Regions from separate parts of the Mus musculus genome. Here all the other regions are linked to region 1. The links are chromatin contacts, called in public Hi-C and promoter capture Hi-C maps. All regions are on one chromosome and are shown on one strand. Each heading gives the region's core, a stretch centred on a gene start, on an enhancer-like site or on the middle of the called end of the contact. The rest is flanking DNA. Distances are from core to core; before and after follow the strand shown.

Region 1 (4,433 bases), core at 596-3,095:
AGGGGAAAGAGTAAGACTTAATGGAGGACATGTTGGGAGAATAGCAGAAAGTAAGACATGCCCACGGGAGGAGTCAGCCGGCTCAGGGGGGCTCAGCAGGGGACTAAGCTGCCCTAACCTTAGCCATAGATCCCTGGTCTTGGTGACTCTCAAGTTGTATCTCTGAGGTTACCAAGAAAGCATTATTTTTCTCCATTTCCCATTCTTCTGATAAATGAGTGGTAGTGGTGATGGAGATGTCTTGTATGCAATAACAATTTGATGATCTTTCTCAAGGAGTTTAGTACATGTCTTCTCTATACGTGAGGGGTTTTGTGGAGGAAATTCCTAGAAAAATCAAAGATTTATAGCTGGCGGGGGAGAAAGGCCTTCTGCAGGCGTTGATCACACAGGATCCTTGCCTGCTGCTGAGGTACTGCAACTAGGGGGGCTCCTTTTATTCTCATGTTCCCACGCTTTGCCCACCCTTCTATCTATCTTGCCTCAGAGAGCTTACCTAGTGTGCTATCTTAGTTAGGGTTCTATCGCTGTGAGCAGATACCATGACCAAGGCAACTCTTATAAGGACAACATTTCATTGGGGCTGGCTTACAGGTTCAGAGATTCAGTCCATTATCATCAAGATAGGAACATGGCAGCATCCAGGCAGGCATGGTGCAGGAGGAGCTGAGAGTTCTACATCTTCATCTGAAGGCTGCTAGCAGAACACTGACTTCCAGGCAGCTAGGATGATGGTCTTAAAGTCCACACCCACAGTGACACACCTACTCCAACAGGGCCACACTTCCAAATAGTCCCACTCCCTGGATGGAGCACATACAAACCACCACACTCCACATGCTATAAAGAAGAGAAAACTGGACAGACACATACAGAGGAAAGAACACATAAAGAGAGAGAGCACCAGGCACGATGGCACATGCCTTTAATCCAATTTCTGTGCTTACAGAGCCAGCCTGGTCTACATAGTGAGCCACAGGACATAGAAGAATACATAGTGGGACCCTGTCTCCAGAAGAAGTAGAAGAGGGGGAGGAGGAGGAAGACGAAGGAAAGGAGGAGGAAGAGGAAAAAAGAGGTAGCCTCAGAAGAGTCAAGACCTTAGCCCTCAGGTCCCCCAAACCGGGAGAGTATAGCCTGTGTGGCGCTGTGTTCTCACAGCCCAGTACTGAGTACTCAGTACTGAGTACTGTAACCAGAGCATCCATACTGTACCCAGGTACAGAGCAGGTCAGTCATGAATGTGTCCTTGGATTTCCTCCAAGTTTTTTTTCTTAAGACGCTGACTGTGGAATCCCCCTGAAATCAGGGGACGTGCCTCTTCTGAAATCTCCATGGCCCTCTCCGAGAAAAGCTTCCTGTCTGAGTCTTTGTGAAAGCAGAAGGCCTGAGTTCCGAAGCCATTCACAACAGCCCCTCCTCCACGCTGTTCATGCTGCGCTGCTTCTGCCTAGAAGGCTGCCTGTCATTCCTGAGTGTGAGCCCCTGCGGTCCCTCGGTCCTCTCCCACCAGCACTCCGGAGCAGTGTATGGCTCACACCTGGTGCCCCAGGCATTACAGAAAACTTCCCTAACAGGTCTCTGCTCTCTGCTTCTCAGCTCGGGCAAGCATAGGGGGCACTGGAGTGAACGTCCTAGACTGGCCTGGAGCTGCAGCCCTTGGCTGGAGAGAGGAGACTTTCTGGGCTTGAGCACTAGGGGGTAAAAACCTCCCATTTATCTTACCTCTGGCAGTGGTCAGGATCTGACAATCCTCGGTGGTCCCCAGCCCCCGCTGCTGCATCCTCCTCCCCTAGCCCCACCTCCCTAACCTCTCCTCCACTAATCTCCACCTCCCCAGCTTCCCTTAGGGCCCTCCCTAGCCTCCCCTCCCCAGTCTCTCCCTGTCAAGCTCCGATCAGGCTCAGGCAAGCTCCGGGACTGTGGCTGATCAAAGGTTAGAGTGGTTGTCTCTGGAATGAAAGGGGTGGAACTTTTCTGAAAGCGAAAGTATGGGGTCCGAGTAGAGAGTGGGTCAGGGCGGTCCTGTGGCTGGGAAGTCCCAGCTGTTGGTCCACCAGTTGGGCTGTGCTGGCAGCCATCTCTCTCCTGGACCTGGTCTCAGGATCCTGCTTGGCTGGCTTGCTTAGGACCTCTGCTGCCTGGGTGCAGTTGTCTGCGTGCCTATCAGGTAAGACCCAGCCAGGTGGGGCAGGAGGATGTGAGGGTGTTTGGGGCCGTGGGTGGGGACCCAAGAGGCTGAGACTACTCTGGCTGTGTTAGTTGGCTTTGTTGTCAAGGGTCTGGGCTCCAAGCCCAGGACGGCTGAACTAGAATACCAACTCAGCCACAGGAGATATACGCACATCCGAACACATAAACAGCCACACACACTTGCAGAGAGCAGAGACATCCATGAGGCCTACAGACACAGACACGGAAGACGCACACACATATTACAAGACAATCACACACACGGCGAGGCACTGGAGCTAGCTAGCACGAAGATCTGAAAGAGGTACCACAGGTTCACAATCATGGCAGGGCCACACCATTCCTTGGGTACCTGACATTTATTTATTGGCCCCATCATGGGTCTGAGCCAGGCTCATTCCTTGCTCCCTGGAGGCTCCTGGCCAAGTGGCAGAAAGATCTCAGATCATATAACTACTATCTAGGGCTGGAGCTAGACCCAGAAAAGGGTGAGCTTCTCAGAGGAAGAGCCCCAAGGAAGCTCTCAGCAGCTGGAAGATGAGGGGCAACTCCCAGAAAGGCTTGGACAGGGAATGAGTCCTGGGACGCAGAGGGGCAACAGAGAAAAGCAAGACAAACCCGAGGAAAAGCCTTGTGTGCCTACTTAAGAAGTCTGTCCTTCAGTGAAAGTCTGTCCTTCAGTGGGGGGTGGCTACCAGGGATGTTTTTATTTTGGCAACTGTGAAGGGAGCCTGTGTCTTTTTTAAAATAGGCCTGGCTGGCACATAGAACAGCTACTGATCGTGTTTGCAAAATCAACACATGGAATTTACTAAACTCTTGTTATTCCCATAATAACCGCGCTTAGGATTTTTCGGAACTGCTTGCTTCTGACATTTGCAGCTCTTACTGATTTTCCTAGCTTGTTGATTTCACTAGATCTCGAAGGCGAGCACTGAGGCGGATTGAAACCATATTTTCTTGCCCTGTTCCATATTTTCAGGAAAGGACTCAGCTTGCAGGGAAGGTTTCAAGGCACGGACGCCACAACCTGCTGGCAGTGGTTGCCCCTGGGGCTTTGAAGGACAGGGGATAGCCTGGTCCTACGGTAGGTGGGGAGGAAGGATGTCGTTCGTCCCAGAGAGAAACAGAGAGTGGGAGTTGGTGCAAGAGGGAAGGTCTAGAAAAAAGTAGAAACAAGGCCAGATGTGGGGGAGATCTAGACCTAACCTCATGGCCACAGCTGGAGGGGCCATGCTGACTTCCCTGTACCTAGCCTTGCAGTTGGTACTGACCGGGAAAGAGGTGAGCTCAGGGCCCAGACTGTCATGGATCTGCAGGATCTCCAGCCTTAACGCCAAGTCAGTCAGGGAGTGACAGCAGTGGAAATGGGCGCTGGAGGATCAGGACGGGCCTTGTGGCCACAGAGGGAAGGCATGGGGATAGGGTCCATGATCATCCCGGTGGGCACCAGATCATCCCAGTGGGCACCAGAATGACACCTGACCAGGCCATCCTTGAGTGGGGCACCCACCCACCCTAGAAAGTCCATACTTCTGAACTGCACTCTCGGGTGAAAGAGAGAGGAGGCAGACAGACTCTCAAGCCTGGAGGAGACTCTGACACAGTAGAGTCAGCCCTGAGGAGCCACGGAGCAGATGACACAGAGCTGAGGGTTCCTTGGATGACAGGAAGTCACTGTGTCCTAAAAAACAGGTCCAATGTGGAGACCAAAGAGAGAGGGGATCAGGAGGGGACACAGCTCGAGGGGGGACCAAAACTGGCACACTCAGCAGGATGGAGGAGGTCCCATGCGCTAACATGCATGCCCAGGAGTGAAGCAAAGAATTGTTGATCTAGAAAGAGAAGAATTTGAATGCCAAGCTATAGGGCTTGGGGTGGCTTGAGGGTACTGGGGGAGTCACATAAGGGGGGGTCAAGAATGGTTTGGGTAGCTGCTGAGAGCTGCAGAGCCAAAAGAGATGTGGCTGCAGCCAGAGGGGCTGTTTGGTGGCCGCGATGGCTCTTTAGGACAGGCCTGGCTTGATATGAAGGTGGGTGAGTACCATGAGCCCAGAGACTCCTGTGTAGCCTTGAGATTTCACGTGTCCAGGTGTCCCTCCCTATCCAGAATCTGCCCCCAGGCTCCCCTGCAAGGACTGCCAAGTCTGACTCTCTTGTGGTCCTCACAGAGAAAGAACTTTTTTGGGGGTGACATCTGATCCTCTAGTCAGGAGCACACACCGGCCACCCGTTGTTCA
Region 2 (4,433 bases), core at 1,148-3,647, 250 kb after region 1:
GGGCATGTGAGGATGTAGCCCAGGTGAGGATTCCACATGAACTCATAGTTCTTGGACTTGAAGAGAGTTTCGATCTGAAGGTGGAGAAGGGAGAGTTAAGAGAAGGAAGCCTGGCCGGAAGCCCTACGGACCCTGGGAGATGTGGGCTCTGATCTGCCCCTGATCCCTCCCCAGCACCAACGCCCCTAGTGAGGAAGCCCTGGGGAATGCCCAGGCCTGACCTGAGTGAGGCCGGTGCAGAATCGGGTGAACACTTCCTTCATGTTGCCCCCCTTCTGCATGGAGATGACTCGCAGGTGGTCCTCCTCGTTAATCCACACCAGGAAAGTCTTATTGTCATTGTGCCTAGAAGAGGGGTAAAGTCAGGCTGGAGTCCCTGCCAGAATGTGGCCTTAGATCACACCCAAGAAAGACACTATAGGTGGGTGACCTCAAACAAAATGCTTCCTCAACAAAGTGCTGGAATGTGAGCTGTCACCAAGACGCCAATCCCAGCAACAGTGGAGGAAGGCAGCTCATATACATCTCAATCACCAGTCATGTGCTGTGTGGCCCGCAAGGGTCTGGAGCCTCCAGAGCATCCCACCAGAGGAAGCACGCCTCCGCCCGCTCAGTCTGCAGGGGTAGGAGCCCTGCCCGGACGGGTGCGGAGGCTTTTGCGTCATTGGCACCTGGCACGATCCCGGCGGAATAAGGGGGTGAGAAGGTGGAGAGAAAACAAGAAGCGCCGGCTCCCAGGAGGAGGGCGGAGAACAGACGCCAAAGAGACTGGTCACCACCCTTGAGTCCCTGGAGACTGCGGCCTCCCGCAGCGCAAGGACCACAGTCATCCGCAGAACCAAGGTCACCTGGGCGGAGGGAGGCACTGCACAAACTAGGAATTCAGGGCAGGCCCCACCTTCTAGGGACTGGGGGGGGGGGGGGGCTCGTACCATATGCCACGAGCATCCGGCCAGTCCCGGGCCATGCCGGAGGCCAGCAGCAGAGGCGACACAGGCTTATCGAAGAGGAAGTGGTCGTCAATGAGCTGCTGCTGCTCCGCCTCAGTCATGCTCTTGAGCGCGTAGTACCTGCCAGACAGGTCGCCATCTAGGCTGGACAGAGCTGCGGAGTGCAGAGTTCAAGGACAGGGTGGGCGGGCGAGCAAGCCCGCCGCCCCGCCTGCAGCAGTGTGTCCCCGCGGGCGAAGGTGGGTCTTCGACCCTCAGTCCCCAGTGGGAACGCGCGCGCAGAGAAGAGCGCAGCAGCTCTGGAGGCTGTTACCCGACCCCTACCTTCTACTGCCAGCTTCTCGATGGCGCGGCGCTCCCCGCGGCTGCAGTGCGGGGGGAGACAGAAGCCGCGGATGCTGCGGCCTGTGCGCACTCGCGAGCTCAGCACGTAGTTGGGGTCCAGGTCATCGCCACCCTGGGAATACAAGGTGGTGGCTAGAGTGAGCGCCGAGACCCCTCTCCCCAGCACGCCCGGACCCTGATTCCCCGCACCTGCAGGTTGTCTGGGTTGAGGTCGGTCTTGTGCTCATCACTGGGCTGGTAGCCGCCGTGCCGCTCCTCAATAATGGGGTCGAAGAGGTCCTTGAATACGTCGTAACTCTCCTCGTCGCCCGCCACTGCACCCACAGTCATGATGTACGGGTGGCCTGGAGGAGGGGCGCGGCGACAGTGACGTCACCGTCAGGCAGGAGCAAGCCGAGGCTCTTAAGGCTAAGCGCGGAGAGGGGAACAGGGGACCCCAGCCCACCGAAGGTTCAGGGAAGAGCAGTGGGATCCTTGCCCGGGGGGCTTCTTGGGGAGGCGGAAGCCTGACGCTACAGGGGTGTGCATACCCGGATTGTCTACGCCAGTCTGAATGGCGTCGTCCAAAGTAAAGCCGCTCGGCGTGCACTTGGCACGGAGCTCGGCGTACAGCTCCGGGGTCAGCACCTTGGCCATATGGTTGTTGTGGCTGCTCAGATCAGGGAACTCATCCTCGGCCGGGAAGCGCAGCTTCTGCGTATTATGGCTGTTGGAGAAGGGCATGGCGGCGGCAGCGGGCTGCAGGGAAGAGCGGGGTCAGAGGAGATTTAAACACCGGCCGCCAGGGACCTGCAAACCACTTGGGACCCCCGAGACTTTCCCTGGACGCCACCAAGGTCAGCGAGGTCTGCATCGTCAGAGTCCAGCGCATCCCAAGTTCCCGGGCGGGTCCGATGAGCGCTCCCGGCAGCGAGGCTGCGCGTGATGCCCCGGTCCCGCACCCCACAGCGTAGAGCCCCGCAGGACTATACCCCTGGCCCTTGGACCCGCTCACCGGGATGCCGGACGAAGCAGGGGCGATGGATGCCTGTGCTTGCAGCTCCTGGCGCAGCGCAGAAGAACGACGGCTGCTCGCTGCTCCCTGAGCTCTTAAGGGGCGCGTCGCCGGCCTCCCATTGGCGGCTATTTATAGCCCATTCATTCCATTGGTCCGCGCTTTGGGGTGGTGCCGCCGCTTTGTCCGAGGCAGCAGCCCTTGACACCCCCAGCGGCCCACCCTAGCGGTCCCCAAGTCTCGACCCCGCTGCGCAGTTTGGCCACCCCGGTGGTGCTCGCACAGGATCCCTAAGACGAAACCCCAGAGCCATAGATATCCTAGACCTGCTTCACACACACTGCCGGGGGCAGGAAACTGAGTCTGGGAAGCCAGATGGCACTTGAGGCTCCTGCCTTCCCTGTCTCCTCAGGCCGACTGCGTTGTAGAGAGGGTCATGGTGAGAGTCCAGGTTTTTAACATTGGGTACAGCATCCAAACACCGCATCCAGGCCATATCCTCAAGAGCCACAGAGCCGCCGACCTTCCTCAAGGTGCCTGCGGGCATCTCCTGGGTGTTCTTGGTGCAACACCAGAGGCGCAGTCTGGCTGAGGTCCCGCCCGGAAGCACCCAGGGTGTTCTGACCTTGGGCGGGCTCTAAGGAACACCGCCAAGACCCTTGGACCCAGACCCTGAAAGATTCAAGACATTTAGTTCCTAGAGACTGTTTTTGAATCTCCAAATTCTCATCTCCTGTCCCTTTTCTCGGGGGACCGGTTTCTACCACCGCACCCACAAAGAACTCCCCAACACCGGCAGGCAAACTGGGGGTGGAGGAAGCACCAGTCAAAATTAAGCTCATTAATCAGATCCAACACATTGAAACAGTCTCTCTCCCCGTGCCACCCCCCCCCACACACACACACAGGGGAAACCTGGAATTTGACCACAGCCAGTGCCAGGTGTGAATTGGAATGTGTGAAGATAGGCGTTCGCACCTTGCCTGCTGCAGCTGCCAGCAGCTTCATCTTTTTCTGGAAAGTAATTTGGCAGTATTTGTTAAAAAATTTTTAAATTGCTCTATGACCTAGCATTCCCACTTCTAGGAATGCAGCCTACAGAAAGACGGTGTCCCTTCTCTACAAACAGATCAGGAAACGTGTAGAGGGAGAAAGTTTGGATTCGATCTGATGCTCATTAGGGAATGGTCGTGGGTAGAAAAGTGTGGTAGATGGTGCAGTTGATACAAATAGAGAGGTGAGGTCCTGCGTGGCGGCACACCCTTTCTTTTTTTCTTTTTCTTTTTTGGTTTGTTTGTTTGTTTAAGACAGGGTTTCTCTGTGTAGCCCTGGCTGTCCTGGAACTCACTCTGTAGACCAGGCTGGCCTCGAACTCAGAAATTCGCCTGCCTCTGCCTCACAAGTGCTGGGATTAAAGGCATGGGCCACCACGTCCAGCTGCAGCACACCCTTTCAATCCAAGCACGAGGAAGGCAGAGACAAGCAGATCTCTGTGAGATCCCTCAGGCAGATCCTTCCTCTAAAAAGAGAGTCCAGAACAGCCCTGTCTCAAAAAAAAATCAGTATCTGTGCTTTCATATTTAATGTTCACTCACAGCCACTCACTCACTCCTGGGCTAATAAAGCAAGAACAAGAGAAGCCTTCATCCTTGCATGTTTGACAGAATATCTTCAGTCATTTGTCTTTGACAGTTTCTCTCTCTAGCCTTGGAACTCACTTTGTAGACCAAGCAGGTCTCAGAGCTCTGCCTGCCTCTGTTTATCCACTTGTGGACTTAAAGGCATGCTCCATCCTGCTCTGAGGGATTGCAGTCCAAAGCCTAGCTTCAGAGAACTAATGGCACACTTACGCCCCAGAGGAAAAGAAGCTGAAGATGGCTTTGAGGGAGACTGCTCCCCCTGAGCCTCCAGCCACACATGAGGTGCTAGATGCAAGGAACGTGCAACAAAAAGTGCACAGGAGGCACAGGGACCCTGCCTTTCTGTGGAGGCAGGCTGCCTGGAGGAGCGAACTGTGTGAGGTATGACAGGAATTCCAGGCTGAGATAGAATGTGCAGGTGCCTGGGGAGAAGACTGGAGTGAAGAACTCGGGGCAGAAAGACTGCCTGCCTGCCTCTGCCTGGGTAGAGTTGAAAAGTCACCT
Region 3 (4,433 bases), core at 1,020-3,519, 250 kb before region 1:
AAAATCATTTAAACATTAACAAGTAGACCAGAATAATCAGAGCACATTACATGTTTGGGATTAAGTATTGATGAATATGTGGGTGTGTATCACATATTCAACAGGTTTGAAAGCTACTTGCTGAGAAGTCTTACTGAAACTATAATTTTGCTGTGTGTCTCTCCTTTGCTAGTATTTAATGTTTTAGTGAGCGAAATGTCAGCTCACTTCAGCACACATCTGCCCTGCAGGGGCAGGTGGCTTCTGCTCCTGGAGCTGTCATTTGAGGCACTGGGAGGGGCCTGATGACACCTGTTCACAGGCCTGAAGCCCCCGACACCATGCGACGAATACTTTTCCTCTTAGCACAACAGATGGGAGCGGCTTTCTGGACAGTTGCATTTCGGTGAGTCATCACGAGACCTGCATGCATCCTAAAATGCAGCAAACTGAGCATGAGAGGCCACATAAATTCCTGAGAGAAATTTCTTTGTCCAGAAACAGTGTCGGCGTGTTGTTCAGCGTTGCCATAGGGAACAGCCAGCTTTGCTTTTGAAATGCCCAGAGCAGAGCCCTCTGATTGGTTCTCCGTACTGCTCATCACTTCTGCCCAGCAACTGGCGCTGCGGTGGCCAGAAACCCGCCCCCAAAGCCCTGGCTCTGATGGGGCAAACTTCTTTATGCTGCCCTCTGTGTTTCCCCAAAACAGGGGGTCTGGAGCTGCTAAATGGGAGAAGAAGGGCTCGGGGTGGGGGAGCAGCAGCTGGTCTCACCCGTAGAGAGCTCCACGCGGCTGGACTCTACCCACTCATTCTGAAGAAGGCTTACTAGTGCTTTGGCAGAGAATAAAAGGAGCCACGCAGCCATAGGAAGCCCCACGCACAGGTCTTTGTACCTTCTGCCTGGTGGCTTATTTGAAAAGAGTCCAAATAGTGCAGCCTAGAGAAGGAAGCCTTTCTGGATTTGGGCAGTTTTCCTTGTGCCGTGAAAGGCGTGTGAGAAAGGTGCCCTGGACAGGGCTGGGGTCGAACAGTAGAGGTCTGAGAACACGGTTAAAGAAGGCAGGGGCACTCTGAGCATTCCGGGCCATTAAAGACACCCACGAGGGGAAAGGGGCTAATAGTGAGCTCCAGGGTCCTCATAGATGGGACTGTCGTTCTAGCACTGTTGCCTTGGGGAACCCTGGATCTGACCTGACTCTGAACTCAGAACTGTGGCCTGTGGCCCAGATGAGGGCGCCACTGGCCTAGCTGAGCCTGGCTAGCAAGGCCTATGTGGGCTCTCGAACAGGCACCTGTTGGGCTACTGCATTCAGAGATGTCCTGTCAGACTATCCAGGCTTCTAGAACATTCCATGAGGTAAGCTGGACAGAAGATGCTGGACTTCCTGCGCAGCCTGGTCACACTGGTCTCCGTTCCAGCCTAGGATCCGACAAACTTTATTGAGAAGGGATGTGTGAGCTTCCAGATGACTTGGAAACAATCATGGCCTCTTTGCTCAAGTGTCTGAACTTTGTAAGGATAGACCCCCATTTGCTCCCATCTTGCCATGGCAGTAGGGACATCTGGTGGGGCCCTGTGACCATGAGACAGCAAGATGAAGCTGCTGGAGAAATGGGTGTCCCTGGCTTAGAGAAGTACCCAGGACAAATTGGCCACCCTGTCCACACAGGGCAGATCCACTTCGGGTGGGTATGTAGGGAGCCGAGGAGGACTCTGCTAAACCCCTAGAGCTGGGTCAGATGGTACCAGACCCGCCTGTGAGCATACGAGGGGCATGTGTGAGGGTGGCATGGCTGTGTGCTAATGTGGACTGTGAGACCTGCCCGCCTGCCTGTGAACTCTGTCGGTGAAGATGTGTGTTCTTGGACAGGAGACACTAGGAACGAACTCTGCACGCGTGTCAATGGGCGCCCGCGAGTGAGTGTCTTCTACAGGTGCAAGGACCTGAGTGCCCGAGTAGGCGAGACTGTTGGGCCGCCCGTCGAGGTGGCAAGGCGAGGAACCTTCCTTGCTTCCCCTCCGCTCGACTGGCTTTTTGACCCGGAAAGACCGGGACGCGGGCGGGGCGCGAGGGCGCGCGCGCGCGCGCGGAGGGGCCAGGGCCCTGAGGGCCTGGGGCGCGCGCCGCCGTTGCTAAGGCCGGCGGCGAGCGCGGGGCCGAGGGTCCCTAGCAACGGGCGCGGGCGCGCGCCAGCCGAAGGGGATGAGGGGGGGGGCGGGGAGGCGCGCGCGGGCGGCGGGGGCGGGCGCGCTGGGGCGCGCGCCCAGGCGGCCCGCGGGGATTTCCAGCGCGCGAGAGGAAGTGCCAGCGCGAGGGTGCGTGAGGCGGCGCGGCCGGCGGCCGCCGCGTGCGCGAGCCGGGTTGCAGCCCAGCAGGGACTTTCCAGCCGGCGGCGGCGGCGGCGGCCGCCGGCCCTTCCCCGCCCCCCGACATGGGGCTGCCCGGGGAGCTGGACGCTGCAGAAGGCGGCGGAGGATGCGCGCGGCGCCCCTGAGCCGGCCGAACGGGCGGGCCTCGGGGTAAGGTCGCGGGCCGGGGGCGGCGGGCGGCGGGGCGGCGGGCGGCTCCATCCCGGCGGCGGCCCCGGGCCCGGCGGGTCCTTCGCTGCCAGGCCCGGCCGCCTCACCGTCTGCGGTGCGGCCCGCCCGCCGCCCCAACTTTGGAAACTTTGTGTGTGCGGCCAGCTCCGGGCCCGAGGCGCCGGCGCTCCGGGCAGACGGGGCAGGCAGGCCTCGAGCCCTGGGTGCCCGCCCCGAGGGGTGCCGAGCCGTCAGCATCTCCGAGGCCCGGGGCTTTGGCGCGGTGCGGAGCGGCGGAGACAGGGTGCCCGCATAGATGAGCGTGCTCGCCCTGGCTGGTGGAGGTGGGTTTTTGAGCCATTATTTAAAAGTTTATACTGAGTCATTGCTCTGCAGATGAATGACTGATTCATAGTCGGAGAGCTGCAGAGAGGCTGGAAGGCAGGCGGTTCTGGGATCCAGCTGGGGCCGAATGCACACCTTCCACCTTCGATTAACACCAAAGGTCAGAGTGGGCTCCCCACGGGCGAGCCATTAAAACGATCCTTGCCGCGGGGCTTGCAGGTTTTGGAGGCGCCAGGCTATGGCTCATGTACGTTTCGCCACGTTTCTACACTGTCATCACCACCGGTTGGGGACCCGGGTATCAGGATTAGACCTTTAGAGAGAATTCTGCGTGGACAATTCTTTACCTTTAATTTAAAACGGCAACAACATGCAAATGGGTGAAGTGTTGTGGACGTGCTCTGAAATCGAAGAAGCATTCAGATTAATGATCGGTTGAAGGAACTGATTTTATTTTCACGGCTTTTGTACTGAGCTTTGACTCAGTTTTGAGAATGAAATAGAAGGGTGTGTGTGTGTGTTACGTACACACATTTGTAAGTATGCTCTTTTTTTGTGGAGTCTTAAAGGGTTTATCGAGTGTTGTATTGTCATCTTAATTTACATTCACAGCATACAACTGAAGAGGAGCCATAATTTTTTTTTTTTTGGTAGCATTTCTGTGACTAGATACACAAGTGAAATCTTTAGAAATGCTGTTTTGTATTGTGTGTAAAATGCTTATATGTAGAAATTGTTCAGGGGAACCCTCAGTCAGCTCTTAAAACCTTCTGGTGTTTTTCAGATCTTGGAAAATGGCCTGTTGAAAATACTGCATCATTGTAGGGTGTTTAGCAAAATAGTGTACAGCCATCCTTTACTTAAAGGAGAGGAAATGTTTCCCTTTTCGCCATATTGTGACATCTTATATATTAAGAACTAGTCTGAAGGTGAAAATTCTTTGGCCAGAGCAAATTGAAAACTGGGAAATTTATCACAGGAGTCAGAAAACCCTGTGTGTAGGGTCTGGTGATACATCCTGGCAGACCTTGGGGTCCAGCCTCACTGTTTGAAATCAGACCTTATCAGGGACAAGGTTTAAGATGTAAGGTGTCTCACCCAGACACCATCTGTTCCAGCTGTCACAATGCAGAAGTCGGGGAATCAAAAATCTGGCCAGGGAGAATTCCAGCATTTTTTAAACAAGACATTCATGTGAATTTTTCTGTGAGGGAAAAGAAAACCAATTTTTTTTTTTTTGGATGCTATCCATTCTTTTTGGAATTAATAAGATGGCCTCAGTGAGGAGGCTGCAGAGACATTCCGTTGGAAACAGGCAGTAGCAGCAGTCTGTTTCTGCTGCTCTTGCTGGTGCTTTGAAGAAAGTCCTTCATTTACCTGGGATCTAGGAACGGATGCTTGCTCTCCCTGTGTCTGAGATTTCTCTCTAAACACTTTTGCTAGGATCCCTTAGAATCAGTGTGAATGAGGAAGGACTTTCTGGGGTATTGTCAGGATACATATGCTAATGAGCCCAAGGCTGAGCATGATTTATCATTCCCTTAAAATCCTTCTTTATTATGCTGAAACTACCTCAGGAGAGATGA

Evidence for each region. Promoter capture Hi-C pulls out the DNA fragments that hold promoters and counts their contacts. A called contact is a pair of places that touch in the nucleus more often than the background predicts.
Region 2: a contact with region 1 is called in a promoter capture Hi-C map of erythroid cells, with 2.3 times the contacts expected there. The contact joins the promoter of Ckb here to the promoter of Exoc3l4 in region 1. A contact is called at or near these places in 6 of 39 promoter capture datasets (the SN4741 cell line, erythroid cells, hippocampal neurons and 3 more), 1 of 15 datasets of contacts at CTCF or cohesin (the NIH/3T3 cell line), 12 of 484 Hi-C or Micro-C datasets (B cells, the G1E-ER4 cell line, the HL-1 cell line and 8 more) and 6 of 115 datasets of contacts at active chromatin or transcription factors (the SCID.adh cell line, T-cell acute lymphoblastic leukemia, forebrain and 3 more).
Region 3: a contact with region 1 is called in a Hi-C map of the N1E-115 cell line, with 6 times the contacts expected there. The contact joins the promoter of Traf3 here to the promoter of Exoc3l4 in region 1. A contact is called at or near these places in 2 of 39 promoter capture datasets (the SN4741 cell line and liver), 1 of 484 Hi-C or Micro-C datasets (the N1E-115 cell line), 1 of 115 datasets of contacts at active chromatin or transcription factors (bone marrow-derived macrophages) and 2 of 9 other capture datasets (adipose tissue and pancreatic islet).

Annotation. Positions count from the first base shown.
Region 1 is chr12:111,415,585-111,420,017 of GRCm38.p6, forward strand. Exoc3l4 (exocyst complex component 3-like 4) reads left to right here and starts at 1,846. Exons shown (of 14, transcript NM_001289487.1): 1 at 1,846-2,170; 2 at 3,176-3,280.
Region 2 is chr12:111,669,941-111,674,373 of GRCm38.p6, forward strand. It overlaps Ckb (creatine kinase, brain), which reads right to left and starts at 2,398. Exons shown (of 8, transcript NM_021273.4): 1 at 2,290-2,398; 2 at 1,826-2,033; 3 at 1,485-1,639; 4 at 1,275-1,407; 5 at 933-1,104; 6 at 222-345; 7 at 1-74. The coding sequence starts at 2,018.
Region 3 is chr12:111,164,101-111,168,533 of GRCm38.p6, forward strand. It overlaps Traf3 (TNF receptor-associated factor 3), which reads left to right and starts at 2,270. Exons shown (of 12, transcript NM_011632.3): 1 at 2,270-2,502. All of the region lies in intron 2 of 4930595D18Rik (RIKEN cDNA 4930595D18 gene), which reads right to left.